3 separate regions of the Sus scrofa genome follow, and all the other regions are linked to region 1. The links are chromatin contacts, called in public Hi-C and HiChIP or PLAC-seq maps. All regions are on one chromosome and are shown on one strand. The core of a region is the stretch at or near the end of the contact, and the rest is flanking DNA. Distances in the headings are between cores, read along the strand shown.

Region 1 (4,605 bases), core at 1,111-3,610:
GCTAGAATACACTAACACTTAACTGTATGTTACTGCTTCCCTGAGCCTCCCCACCCCCCCGAAACTCATCCTAAATCATTCAGCAGCAAATGTGCTGGGCATTGTTGCAATCACTGAGGAGGCAACAATAAACAAAGTACATTTGGAATTTATTGTGAAGAAATCATCTCTGGAGAATAAAATAGCTAATTTTTATTGCTTTTTTTTTTTTTTTTTCTTTTTATGGCTGCAGCTGTGGCAAATGGAAGTTCTTGGACTAGGAGTCGAATCTGAGCCACATCTGCAAACTGTGTGGCAGCTTGCAGCAATGTGGGATAGTTAACCCACTGAGTGAGGCCAAGGATTGAACTCCCATCCTCATGGACACCATTTTGGGTTCTTAAACTGCTGAGCCACATTGGAAGTCCCTGATTTATATTCCTTTTTATCTTTTATTCTTGACTTTTAAATTTTTATTTATTTATTTTTCAAGGGCCACAGGAATGGCATATGGAAGTTCCCAGGCTAGGGGTCAAATGAGAGCTATAGCTGTTGGCCTACACCACAGCCAAAGCAATACCAGATCAGAGCCGTGGCTGCAGCCTAATACACAACTCATGGCAATGCTGGGTCTTTAACCCACTGAGTGAGGCCAGGGATCAGACCTGCAACCTCATGGTTCCTAGTCAGATTCGTTTCCATTGCGCCAAAATGGGAACTCCCAATTTTTCTTTTTTGCTTCTATGTACTGTCTAATTTTTCTGCATCGAACATGCTATTACTTATATACCAATGAGAATCATTCAAGATGTTTTTCATTCTACTCAATAATATATGCATTTGATCACAAAAGAAAATTCCTTTCTCATATTAGCCTTGTGGTAGTTCAGTAGAAGCTCCTGTAGAGGCAGGAAAGGGTTGGGGGGGGTTGGCAGTACAAATGCCAACACTGACTTCAAGACAGTGAAGTAAGAGTTTTAACTAAGGGACATAACCTCCCCCTCCTCCCCTCAAACCATCCTTCTGGTAATTATGTAGCAACCACATCCCCTGTGTCTAAGTCAGTAGACCCTGCCAATGTTGCTCCAGGCATTGTTTATCAGTTTTGCTTCTGTAATCTTGCTTGCTCAGTTTTTTAGGCAGGAGCACCCTCTGCTCTGGGAAGGGAGAAGTTTGGGGCTGCTTACATGAGAAAAATAAGACCCTGTACTGTATAAAAGTTTCTGAGAACAAAGACCTGGTGCTCAGACTCTGGAGGTGACTCCTCTGAGCCCACAGTGGTGTGCTGAATAAACCTTGCTTTTCCATCTCCGAGTGCCGTTTGTCTCTTTCCGCTGCCACGGTTTCTGCAGTTTCTGCCGCAACAGGTTTAAAGGAGAAAAATGTTGAAAAATTAATTATTTGGATTTTCCCTGACTTTCAATGATCTACGTTCTCATCTGCTACCAGTTACATTGAAAAGTGGCAGTTGAGCAAAGCAAATTTTGGCAATGTGTAGTCTGTGCCTGAAGTTTGGATTTTTAGGTCTTCCTCAAAAGTGATATTTCATCTTTCATGCAGGTGCTTAAAAAATATTTGCCGTAAGTGATGTGATGATAGTTTAGTAGCAGACAGCTTACTGCAATGGTTTGGAATGGAAGAGGTCGTGTAGGCAAGTTTTGTTGCCTACTTTCTCTCTCTCTTTTTTTTTTTTTTTTTTTTTTTTTTGTCTTTTCTAGGGCTGCACCCGTGGCATATGGAGGTTCCCAGGCTAGGAATTCGAATTGGAGCTGTAGCTGCCGGCCTACGCCACAGCCACAGCAACATGGGATCTCAGCCATGACTGCAACCTACACCACAGCTCACAGCAATGCAGGATCTTTAAGTCATTCAGTGCGGCCAGGGATCGAACTCGCAACCTCATGCGAGTGGATTTATTAACCACTGAGCCACGACAGGAACTCCTTCTTTCTTTTTCTTTTCTTTTCCTCTTTTTTTTTTTTTTTGTCTTAGGTAAGTTTTCATTAGCTCCTCAATCCCACTAGATGCTATCTCTGAACCGGGTTGTCCCACTCCTCTTTACAGGCTCTGGGATTCCGTGTGCAATATTGTGAAATTATTGAATTAGCTACCAGCCTTTGGATAAAGAAAGGTCCTTTATTAAAGAGTTAGGAAGAAGCAGCATGAGCCACTATTTTAATGTTTTCATCTTTCGAAATGGACCAAAAATCTTCCCCTTTCTGCTTTCTCCCGCCAGTAAGTTCAAATAAAGAGCGGCAAAACCCTTCTTCCGCTTTTCTCTTTGGGGGCCCGGACGCGAGCTGACGGACGTGGATATCTACCAATTGTACGAGGTCTCCTCGAGCGTGATCCCGCCCAATCCGTTTACGAAGGGCCAGCCAATGAAAGCTCCGCTGTTTTAGCCAGGGGCCAGCAAGGAAGAAGAAGAAAGGGTATTGGCCGTCGGCCGAGACTGCCGCCCAATAGAAGCAGGCCAAGCCCTCTACTCAGGCGCGCCGCTTGAGTTGCTGGGGAAGCGGCTGTTGGAGTCTGTTCAACGCGAGTGTTTTCGGGGAGATAGCTGCTTCCCCTGCGGCCTCAAGCGTCTGACCACTGTTCTTCCGGATTCAGGTGAGATGGGCGCTTGCCTATCGGAAAACTTGGGCCTCTGGCTCCGAGATGACTTCCCGATCGGGGTCCCTGGACATAGGGCCAGGGGACTCCCCCACGAGGTGGGCTGCGGGCTGGCATGGAACCCGGCGGTCTGAGGAGGTCCTACGCGGCCCCGACAGTCGGGCCCTCGCTCTTTCTCTGTTGCTGGAGAGGCGGCAGAAGTGAAGATGGGGGCAGGGTAGCAGGAACTTCGGAAGGAATTAGAAGTTCTGGCCGCTTTCCAGGAATCCGATCCTCGAACTCACCTAATGCAAAAAATTGCCATCCCGGGGAGCAACCCCCCACTCCCCGCTTGCATCACTTTAAAAGTTGGCTGAAGGACCTAATTTTCGTTCTGTCCAACTTTATCTCACAGCAACACTGTGACGTAAACACTTTTGTTATCCTAATTTTACAGACGAACGAGTCAAACAGAAGCTAGGAAACTGTCCTGAGGTCCCCCAGGTAGGACGTGACAGAGTAGGGATTTGAACCCGAGTCGGCTCGACTCCCCGCCGGCGCCTTTTATTCTTTTAATTGGGATCCATCGTCCCGCCTGGTGCGGACTTTGCTTGAAATCTGAGTGACAAAGCTTGGGAAGATGTCCTAGGACGAGGCTGCTCAAGGCTTGGGGGCGGGGGGACAGCCGGCAGCCTTTTGCTCTGGGCACCCCCGGTCAGCGCCCGGCCTGGGGGGATCTGTGTTTCCCCACATGGATTGAAAAGACTTGTTCTAGGACAGCGCTGTTCAGAGAACTTTCTGCCAAGATGAAACTACTCTCTATCTCTCCTCTCCTCTCTGTCTCTCACGGTTTCTCTCAATATCTGGTGCTGATATGTCCTTAGTTGTTGGGGGCGGGGCTTGGTTTGGTTTTGTGGTTTTTGCTTTTTGTTTTTAGGTGTTTGGTAATTCAGTAGATCCCTGGCCTCGTCCCGTGGGTTAAAGATCCCGCCTTGCTGTGAGCTGTGGTGTAGGTTGCAGACATGGCTCCGAAATGGTGCTCTGTGGCATAGGCTGGCAGCTGCAGCTATGATTTGACCCCTAGTCTGGGAACCTCCATATGCTGCAGGTGCAGATCCAAAAAGACAAAAAAAAAAAAAAAAAAAAAAAAAGAATTCCTTCCTTTTTTTTTTCTGTGAAAAAATATTATATAGTCAAAGCCTCATGTGTACCCCTGCACCCTCCCTCTACTGAATTTGGTTTTTTTCATGCCTGGGCTTGTTTATTACTTTGTATTTATAAGCCCATGTGGTAGCATGGTTTTGCATATTCTTAGATGTCCTAAAAATGGAATTAATAATGGAGGTTTGTCTATAACCTGCTTTTTTCTATCCAGTATAATTTTTGAGAAACTTAACCTGTTGGGGTTGGTTCTTAGTTGGAAGAGAGGTTATGGGTCCATCTTGACCAGAGGTTTTGCTTCACTTTCTTACCATTTTTAGTTCTTTCATTCTTTTTTTTTTTTTTCTTTTTGTCTTTTTGCCTTTTCTAGGGCCGCTCACGCGGCATATGGAGGTTCCCAGGCTAGGGGTTGAATCACGGAGCTATCTATAGCTGCTGGCCTACACCACAGCCACAGCAGTGCAGGATCTGAGCTTCGTCTGCGACCTACAGCACAGTTCACAGCAACGCCTGATCCCTAACCCACTGAGCGAGGCCAGGGATCAAACCTGCATCCTCATGGATCCTAGTTGGGATTGTTAACTGCTGAGCCATGAAGGGAAATCCCTAATATTATTATTATTTTTTTTGCTGTCTTTTGTTTTACTTTCTGAAAGAGTTCCTCGTGTTTATCTTCTAGTCCTTCTAACAAAAAGCATTTATTTTGGTTGTTTTTTGTTTGTTTGTTTGTTTTGGTGGTCCGGAGGCATATGGAATTCCTGGGCCAGGGATCAGATCCAGGCCATAGACTCAATCTAAGCCATAGTTTCGGCGACACCGGATCCTCAACTCACTGTGCTGGGCCAGGATTGAACATGCATCACAGCACTCCCG
Region 2 (4,605 bases), core at 1,557-4,056, 370 kb after region 1:
TGGTAAACTGCTGCCTTCCCAGCTTCCACCACGAGCGAGTGAGGATGCTGGAGCCACACTGAAGAGGGAGGGCAGAGTCAGTGAAAGAGAAAGCAGATCAGAAGAGAAGGAAAGCAGGAAATAAAACAACTTTACAATTTCAAAGCTCATTCACATACATTACATGCCTTCTCCAACAGGCAGGTTAGAAAGAAGTGACAGGCCTTGGTAGAGGGTATTAATCACTGGCATGGAGCTGTAATGCCTCGTAGCACTGAGTGTCTGGAAAAATACGAACCATCTCATTCACAACATTACCTAGAATTCTTGAACTAGCTCTAACCTTTAAAAAGTCACTTTTTCCTAACTTTGTTTCCTTTTCGGCAAAAAAGTGTATCTATTCTGCCTACTCCACCTGAGGTGTGGGGCTCAAAAGCCATCCTGTACTGGGAAGCAATCTGTAAATGGGAACAAACTGGATACTGTTACTGTTCCCTTACTTAGCTCAAAGTTTTCTTCCTTCTTAGGAGGAAGATACAACAAAGAGAACACAAGAACATAATGAAACTGGGCCCCTTATTTTATTTTAGCCTTTTTAGGGGCTGCAACCACAACATGTGAAAGTTCTCAGGCTAGGGGTTGAGTTGGAAATGTAGCTGCCAGCCTACACCACAGCCACAGCAACTCGAGATCCGAGGCACATCTATACCTACATCACAGCTCACGGCAACACCTGATCCTTAACCCACTGAAATGAGCCAGGAATCAAACCCGAGTTCACATGGATACTGGTCAGGTTCCTTACCACTGAGCCATGACAGGAACTCCTGCGGACTCCTAGATTTATGTTTAACCACAATTTCAACTGATTTATTCACAACTCAATCAACTCATTTTTCAAAGCCCTTTGGGCAAAAAGATGGTGAAACACTGGCTGACAGAGCCAAAGAGCTGACTAAAATCTCCACAGCTGAGGTTTGTTCATGCTGAGGAGTCAAGGCTAGCATTTCTAGAAACTGTCATGCCACTTTCTTCCTGTCCCTTATCATCATGGCCCTCAAAGGATCTCAATAGTGGTGGCAACAATGAACAAATGGTACTAATTCCTAACCAAGCAGCAGCAACGTCACAGCCGTTACAGAAGGTTCACTGTTTCTCCTCTAAACGCGCTGCCGGAGGTAAATAAGCAGTTCCATTCCAAAAGACACGTGAATTTTCCATTTTTGCTTATTCACTCAACATACTGAACACATACTATATGCTGGGAACCAAGATGAACGAGAGTCTATGCTCCTCAGGGGGAGAGTCATACACAGAACTGCAGGATGACGTAAAAGGATCCAATATATTAATGTTAACCGCTGTGGATGCCAGGGATATTAAAAACTGCATCACCATCACCATCCATTCATCCAACATAAGTATAATGAAAGGCTACACTGGATGGAGTGGTAGCACAAAAGAGGTCAGATTCCACTTGCCAGCAGAAGCCATAAAGATCTTAAGTACTTTAAACCACAATGGCCTTTGGGTTTAAGGCTCCAGCCACCAGACCTTTCAACAGGCTCTAGACTTGCCAGGTAAGTTGACTGCCCTATTCCTCCTCTTTCCCTTTTCCTAGTTAATTTCTCATTGTTGGTATCTCAGTTTTTCTTTCTTTCTTTCTTTTTGTCTTTTTGCCTTTTCTAGAGCCGCTTCTGTGGCATATGGAGGTTCCCAGGCTACGGGTCTAATCGGAGCTGTAGCCGCCAGCCTACACCACAGCCACAGCCACGCGGGATCAGAGCCGCGTCTGCGACCTACACCACAGCTCACGGCAACGCGGCATCCTTAACCCACTGAGTAAGGCCAGGGATAGAATCCGCAACCTCGAGGTTCCTAGTCAGATTCGTTAACCACTGAGCCACGACGGGAACTCCAAGATATCTCAGTTTCAAAGAGACCTATTTAAGGAAGTCTTCTTGACCAGAGTCTCCCCCAATTTTATTCTCATAGCCCTAGGTGCCTTCTTTCTCAATTTCCACGTGCCTCTGAGGGCTTAACGTCCATCTCCCCAACAGGCTGTAAGTTCCAGCCCAGTGGGAATCAAGACTGATGGTTTTTGCTCATCATTACGGGTATATCCTCAGCACCCAATATGGTGGTTGTTAAGTAAGTATTTCACAGTAAAATAATCCTTTAATAGCGAATGAATTTAAAGCACACCGGAAATGCAGACCGTCTGAAAAAATAATAGCTGAACGTGATGGAGCACAGAAAGTGCTTTCAGAGGAGCCTGGACTAGTATCACCATTTAGCTAATTTTAAGGACGGCTCACAGCCTGATTCCACCGGTCTTGACCACCCTACCCGCAAGGGACCTGCGCAACCCCACCCGTCCCTAGGGGATTAAAACCTGTGGCGATTAAAAACCTCAGCTTTGGGAGGGTGGTCAATGACAACGATGATCCTTCCAAGGTCTTGCCCTCGGCGAGGTCCCTCTACCCCCAGCGGTGCTGAAGTCTAACAAAAGGCCGCTCTCCGCCTGCCCTGTCGCCCAGCGGTTGCCCCGGTTCCAGCCCAGGCCCCGGTTCGAGGTCTTAAGGGAGCCCGGCCCACGTACCAGACACGGGCCCTAGCCTCTGTTGCGGCGCCCCAGAACTCTCTCAGGGCCCCCGCCTCCTTCTCCCAGGGGCCGCGGCTCCTAATTCCTCCCTCAGAGCCCACCGCCAGGAGACTGCATTTACCTGTTCCCGCAGACACGCAGACACACCGAGCCCTGGCCACCAGCGGCCGCAACACGCACCGTCCGGTCCAACCAGAGCCCGCCGCTGGAAAGTGCCCCGCCGCGCCTTACCGTATTGGTCAGCCAACATGCCAATCAACTGGAGAACGAACCAGCTTGTCAGTTGGTTTCTGGGAAGGCGGCACTAAATTGGCTGATGCAATGGCCAAGAAAGTAGGGACTGGGACGTGTCACGTGACAAGTAAGGATGCGGACTCTGGAGACCGACATTTTAGTAGCCTTACGCAAAGTCCTAATAGTTGACATGGTTGATAAGGGGGAAGGGTGACGTGTGTTTGGTAGCGGTCACAGCTCTTAGTGTATAGTTGTGTTCCTTTTAGTTGCAGAGTGGTATGCAGACCTTAGAGATTCTGATATGTGGTGCCCATGGGTCCAGTTGTCCTTGTCAGACCTTCTTGGATTTGGTGTGGAGTAAGAAATAACTTACTCTTTGCGAGACAATTGAATTGGCGGCTGTTCTCGATTTGCCTTAGGAAAATAGCAAATATTTATATGCAAGTCATTATGTTAAACATTTCCTAGATTATTTTAATTTTTAAACTGCATATGAGGCAAGTCAACTGGCATCCCTTTTCCAAATGAGGTAACCGCCTTGCCTAAGCTCACACTGAAAGGTAAGCCTAAGAGCCAGGATTCAAACCTGTGTATACTGGAGTTCCTGTTGTGGCACAGCAGTAACGAATCTAAGAACCATGAGGCTGTGGGTTTGATCCCTGGCCTTGCTCAGTGGGTTAAGGATCCGGCATTGCCGGATGGGTTGGTGATAAGGTAATCCTGTAGCTTGGATTAGACCCCTAGCCTGGGAACCTCTGTATGCTGCGGGTGCGGCTCTAGAAAAGGCAAAAAGACAAACCCGTGCTTTGAGCCCATGACCTCAACCTCTCCACTGTTAACCTTTGTATCTAAATATGAAGGTATGAAATTGTGCTGTTGGACATAATTGGGTTAAAGATATTGTTACCAAATACAAGTTCACGTGCCTGACACACAGTGAGGTCAAACAAACTAAAACCTTGGAATTTGGAGCAGAGAAGGATTTATTTATTTATTTTTGTCTTTTTGCCATTTCTAGGGATGCTCCCGTGGCATATGGAGGTTCCCAGACTAGGGGTCGAATCAGAGCTGTAGCCACCGGCCTACGCCACAGCCACAGCACCGCGGGATCCCAGCCGCGTCTGCGACCTACACCAACAGCTCATGGTAATGCTGGCTCCTTAACCCACTGAGCAAGGCCAGGGATCGAACCCGAAACCTCATGGTTCCTAGTTGGATTCATTACCACTGCGCCACGACTGGAACTCCCAGAGAAGGATTTATTGCGGGGCCAGGCAAAGAGAAAGGGTGGCTTGTGTTTAAAACCCCCCAAATCCACAATTTGGGAGACAGGTTTTTATAGACAGTTTGGGATGAGGGTTGCAGGGTGTGTGATTTTCTTCTGATGGGTTGGTGATAAGGTAACAGAGTGGTGTTCCAGAATTTTGTCATTCTGAAGTTACCATCCTCCATCTGGGTAGGGGCTTTAGTTCTCATTTTGGCATTCCCTCCTTTCACTGATTAGTAACTGAATCTGCCCTTTGGAACTCAGAAGGTCAAGGAGGCTGAATGAAGCCTATTTCCTACAAGAAATGCCTGTGGGATGGGATGGGATAGGGTGGGGTGGGGGGAGTGGCGTTCCCATAGTGGCTCAGCAGAATGAATCTGACTAGCATCCATGAGGACAATGGATCCCTGGCCTTGCTCAGAGAGTTAAGCACCAGCCTTGCCATGAGCTGTGGTGTAGGGCACAGACTGGGCTTGGATCTGGTGTTGCTGTTAGCTGCTGTGAGCTATGTGTAGGCCAC
Region 3 (4,605 bases), core at 1,293-3,792, 270 kb before region 1:
TGGAGCTGTAGCTGCCAGCCTACACCACAGCCACAGCCACTTGGGATCCGAGCTGCGTCTTTGACCTACACCACAGCTCATGGCAACGCCAGATCGTTAACACACTGAACAAGGGCAGGGACCGAACCCGCAACCTCATGGTTCCTAGTCGGATTCGTTAACCACTGTGCCACGACGGGAACTCCTACTTGCTTTTAATAATTTTTTTTTTGTTTTTTTTTTTTGTCTTTCTGCCATTTTCTTGGCCTGCTCCTGTGGCATATGGAGGTTTCCAGGCTAGGGGTCGAATTGGAGCTGTAGCCGCCAGCCTACGCCACAGCCACAGCAACGTGGGATCCGAGCTGCGTCTGCAACCTACACCACAGCTCACGGCAACGCTGGATCCTTAACCCACTGAGCAAGGCCAGGGATCGAACCCTCAACTTCATGGTTCCTAGTCGGATTCGTTAGACACCGAGCCACGACAGGAACTCCCTACATTGCTTTTATAAAACATAATTCTGCCAACTGTATGCCTGTTGTACAGTGACCGACTGCCCCATTTGCCCATACCGAGCAGTTTCCACGGTTGGTCACCCTAACCTGTTGACAAATCTGTTTCCCATTGTTTCCAACTCTCCAGGAGGGAATGGAAGGCTTCTTATCTCTATTCATGCAATGGCTTGCATGTAAAAGCAGCATTAATATAAACACAACAGTAAGTTGTGGCTTAGCTGGTTATGAACCCTGACTGGTATCCATGAGGATGTGGGTTTAACCCCTGGCCTCGCTCAGTGGGTTAAGGATCTGGCATTGCCGTGAGCTGTGGTGTAGGTCGCAGATGCAGCTTGGAGCCTGGTGTAGGCCACCAAAAAAACCCAATAGGGACAGTTTACACTTGAGGATTGGTTATATTCCAGGCCTTGTGGTTAATGGTTAACTCCTTAGGACAACCAAATGAATTTTCTCCTTCTGTAGAGAAACTGAGGCTAAACCAGTTAAGCCCAGGATTTCAGAGGTTGGAGCTGAGGAAGAGAACTTAGTGGCCATTCCCTGTATTAGCATAGCGGTTTTCCAACTTTTTGATCTCAGGTCCCCTTTGCACTTTTTTTTTTGGTTTTAGTTTTTGGCTGGGCCCATGGCATGGAAGTTCCAAGGGCCAGGGATGGAATCTGAGCCACAGCAGTGATCCTTAACCCACTGTGCCACCTGGGAACTCCCCCTTTACACTCTTGAAAATTATTAATGATCCCCCCAAACTTTTATGTCTAGTTCATCAGATATTAACACTAATAATTAAAAAATTTTGGCATTCCTGTGGTGGCGCAGCAGAAACGAATCCTACTGGGAACCATGAGGTTGCAGGTTCGATCCTAGCCTCCCTCAGTGGGTTAAGGATCTGGTGTTGCCGTGAGCTGTGGTGTAGGTTGCAGACGTGGCTCGGATGTGGTGTGGCTGTGGCTGTGGCGTAGCTAACAGGTCCAATTAGACCCCTAGCCTGGGAACCTCCATATGCTGTGGGTGTGGCCCTAAAAGGACAAAAGACAAAAAAAAAATTAATTTACACGTCAATGAGCGTTAACATTAACAATACATTTTGTAAATGAAAAGTAACTTTATTTTCCAAAACAAAACAGCTTTAGTGGGAACAGTGGCAACTTTCTTTAATGATTGGCTTAAGAGAAAAATCCTAGATTTTCACACCTGCTTCTACATTCAATCTGTTACAAATGTGTATTAAGGAGTTCCCGTCGTGGCGCAGTGGTTAACGAATCTGACTAGGAACCACGAGGTTGAGGGTTCAATCCCTGGCCTTGCTCAGTGGGTTAAAGATCCGGCGTTGCCGTGAGCTGTGGTGTAGGTTGCAGACGCGGCTCGGATCCCGCGTTGCTGTGGCTCTGGCGTAGGCCGGCGTCTACAGCTCCAATTCGACCCCTAGCCTGGTAACCTCCATATGCCGCGGGAGCGGCCCAAGAAATAGCAAAAAGACCAAAAAAAAAAAAAAAAAAAAAAAAAAAGTAGTAACTAACCTGTGAAAAACACTGTGCATTTGTGAAGGAAAAAGAAAAAAGCAAATAACTTCTTAGTATAACAGTGACATTTTTTGCCTTCGTAGACCCCCCTCCCCCAGGTCCCTAGACATTTTAGCTGGCGCTGCTGTACTGTATAAAACTGTATTGAATCGCGCATTTACCCTTTTCAATGCCTTTGCGCCAGGCTTCGAGGTAAGAGATAATCATTGGTTTGCACTAATGCTCAGCTTTGGTTTTTATGCAGTCTGGGCCTTGCCATTGACACCGTCGAGGAGACGGATTGGAAAAACACGCACCTCCCCTCGGCCAAACTCTAACCTGCAAGCTCTTCCCCGGTTGTCCATACTTTGGACTACAACTCCCGGCAGAGCTCGCGGCAGGGGGGGGGGCGGTATCCGCAGCCGCGAGGGGCGAAAGTGACCCACGCCGTGACGGAGTGAAGGGGGTCGTACCTTTTTCGGGGGGCAGGCGCCGTGCCACAATTGGAGGATCCGGGAAGAGGGGGTGGAGCCAGTGTTTGGGTCAGCCAATAGTTTGCGGTCAGGCAGAAGCGAGGACGGGGCGTGGCAGCACTGACTCGCGGGCTGCGTGGGGCTCGCCGAGCCCAGGAACGCGGGTGTCTGAGGTAGGGACGCGTAGTTCTCGTGTCCCGACGGCTGGGCGCGGAAAATGGCGGCGAGATGGAGCAGCGAGAACGTGGTGGTGGAATTCCGCGACTCCCAGGTGAGCTGGGGACCAAATGGAGCCTTCTGAGCATGCGCCCTTCCCAGTTCCCCTCCCCCACGCTGCCGGGTCTGTCTCAGGGCGGCTGGCGACCCCCAGCCCGGGCTGGGGAGATGGTCAAGGGGGTGACCTGGAGGTGTCAGAGCTGAGTGGATGAGGGTTACCTTGAAGACCGTTGGGGGTGGTTGGGGCTGCCATGGGCGAGGTTTCGGGGTTTCCCTCGTGGATACAGGAGTGGGGTCGGCCTGAGGATATCCAAGTGCAGATATTGCGCTCTAGTGAGCGCTGAGGGAAGGCTTCCCACCACCGGAGTGGAGAGCGAGGGGGTGTTTGCTCCCCCTGCACCTAGTGACTTTGGGCAAGTTGCAGAACTTCTCTGAGCCTTAGGTAGATGTATTGAACCCTGCCTCACAGAACTTTGATGGAATGGAGTTAATAAAAAACTGCACGCGAGGTGCCCGTTTCAGCGCTTAAACCTTTAAGTGGTCTCTGATGCTAGGGTAGTGGAAGATACCGCGCAGTGAAGAGGCGTATGCATTTCGTGTGTTGCTCGGTTCGAATCCCAGCTCATATCTTAGCCTGTCATCACCCTTTGTGCATCTTTTCTCACCTGTAAGAGGTGCCAATTGTGTCTCTCTTAAAGGATTGATGTGAGAATTTTTATGAGGTCATACACTTAAAATGTGTGGCACAGTGCTGGACACATGGTGAGCCTAAAGGAAACTTAGTACTTTTTTTTTTTTTTTTTGTCTTTTTGCCATTTCTTGGGCTGCTCCCGCGGCATATGGAGGTTCCCAGGCTAGGGGTCCAATCGGAGCTGTAGCCGCCGGCCTACGCCAGAGCCACAGCAACGCGGGATCCGAGCCGCGACTGCAACCTACACCACAGCTCATGGCAACGCCGGATCGTTAACCCACTGAGCAAGGCCAGGGATTGAACCCGCAACCTTGTGGTTCCTAGTCAGATTCGTTAACCACTGAGCCACGACGTGAACTCCAAGAATTTTTTTTTTTGAAGTTCCCGTCATGGCTCAGCGGTTAATGAACCCGACTCGCATCCAAGAGGATGCAAGTTCGACCCCTGGCCTCGCTCAATGCGTTAAGGATCCGGTGTTTCGGTGAGCTGAGCTGTGGTGTAGGTCACAGACACAGCTCTGATCCCCTGTTGCTGTGGCTGTGGTGTAGGCCGGTGTCTACAGCTCCGATCCGACCCCTAGCTTGGGAACCTCCATATGCCGCAGGTGTGGCCTTAAAAAGACAGAAAGACAATAATAATAATAATAATTTTTTAAACCGTTTTTGTATTCTGTGCTTTCCATATGCCCAGCCTTGTGCTAAATGGTATATATACATTTCCTTTTTCTTTTTTCATTTTTTTTCTTTTTTCCTTTTTAGGGCTGCACCCACAGCATATGGAACTTCCCCAGGCTAGGGGTCAAATCCAAGCTACAGCTGCCGGCCTGTACCACAGAATCCAGATCTGGGCCTCATCTGTGATGTACAGCTCACTGCAATGCCAGATCCTTAATCCACTGAGCGGGACCAGGGATCGAACCTGCATCCTCATGGATACCAGTCGGGTTCGTTACCTTTGAGCCACAATGGGAACTCCCTACATTTCCTTTTTCTTTTTTCTTTTTTTTTTTTTGTCTTTTGTCTTTTTTGTTGTTGTTGTTGTTGTTGTTGCTATTTCTTGGGCCGCTCCCTCGGCATATGGAGGTTCCCAGGCTAGGGGTTGAATCGGAGCTGTAGCCACCGGCCTACACCAGAGCCACAGCAACTCGGGATCCAAGCCGCGTCTGCAGCCTACACCACAGCTCACGGCAACGCCGGATCGTTAACCCACTGAGCAAGGGCAGGGACCCAACCCG

What was found. Hi-C and Micro-C count contacts between places; a contact is called where the count stands out from the background. HiChIP or PLAC-seq counts read pairs in DNA pulled down with a chosen protein or histone mark.
Region 2: a contact with region 1 is called in an H3K27ac HiChIP or PLAC-seq map of alveolar macrophages. The contact joins the promoter of AARS here to the promoter of RFWD3 in region 1. A contact is called at or near these places in 2 of 47 Hi-C or Micro-C datasets (heart right ventricle and liver) and 1 of 2 datasets of contacts at active chromatin or transcription factors (alveolar macrophages).
Region 3: a Hi-C map of skeletal muscle shows a contact between it and region 1, with 5 times the contacts expected there. The contact joins the promoter of WDR59 here to the promoter of RFWD3 in region 1. A contact is called at or near these places in 2 of 47 Hi-C or Micro-C datasets (liver and skeletal muscle).

What each region holds. Positions count from the first base shown.
Region 1 is chr6:12,949,883-12,954,487 of Sscrofa11.1, forward strand. RFWD3 (E3 ubiquitin-protein ligase RFWD3) reads left to right here and starts at 2,361. Exons shown (of 13, transcript XM_003481788.4): 1 at 2,361-2,589. MLKL (mixed lineage kinase domain-like protein) reads left to right here. Exons shown (of 11, transcript XR_002344504.1): 11 at 1-1,294.
Region 2 is chr6:13,318,617-13,323,221 of Sscrofa11.1, forward strand. It overlaps AARS (alanine--tRNA ligase, cytoplasmic), which reads right to left and starts at 2,807. Exons shown (of 23, transcript XM_021093791.1): 1 at 2,706-2,807; 2 at 1-58.
Region 3 is chr6:12,679,624-12,684,228 of Sscrofa11.1, forward strand. It overlaps WDR59 (WD repeat-containing protein 59), which reads left to right and starts at 2,543. Exons shown (of 28, transcript XM_021093785.1): 1 at 2,543-2,735. The coding sequence starts at 2,682.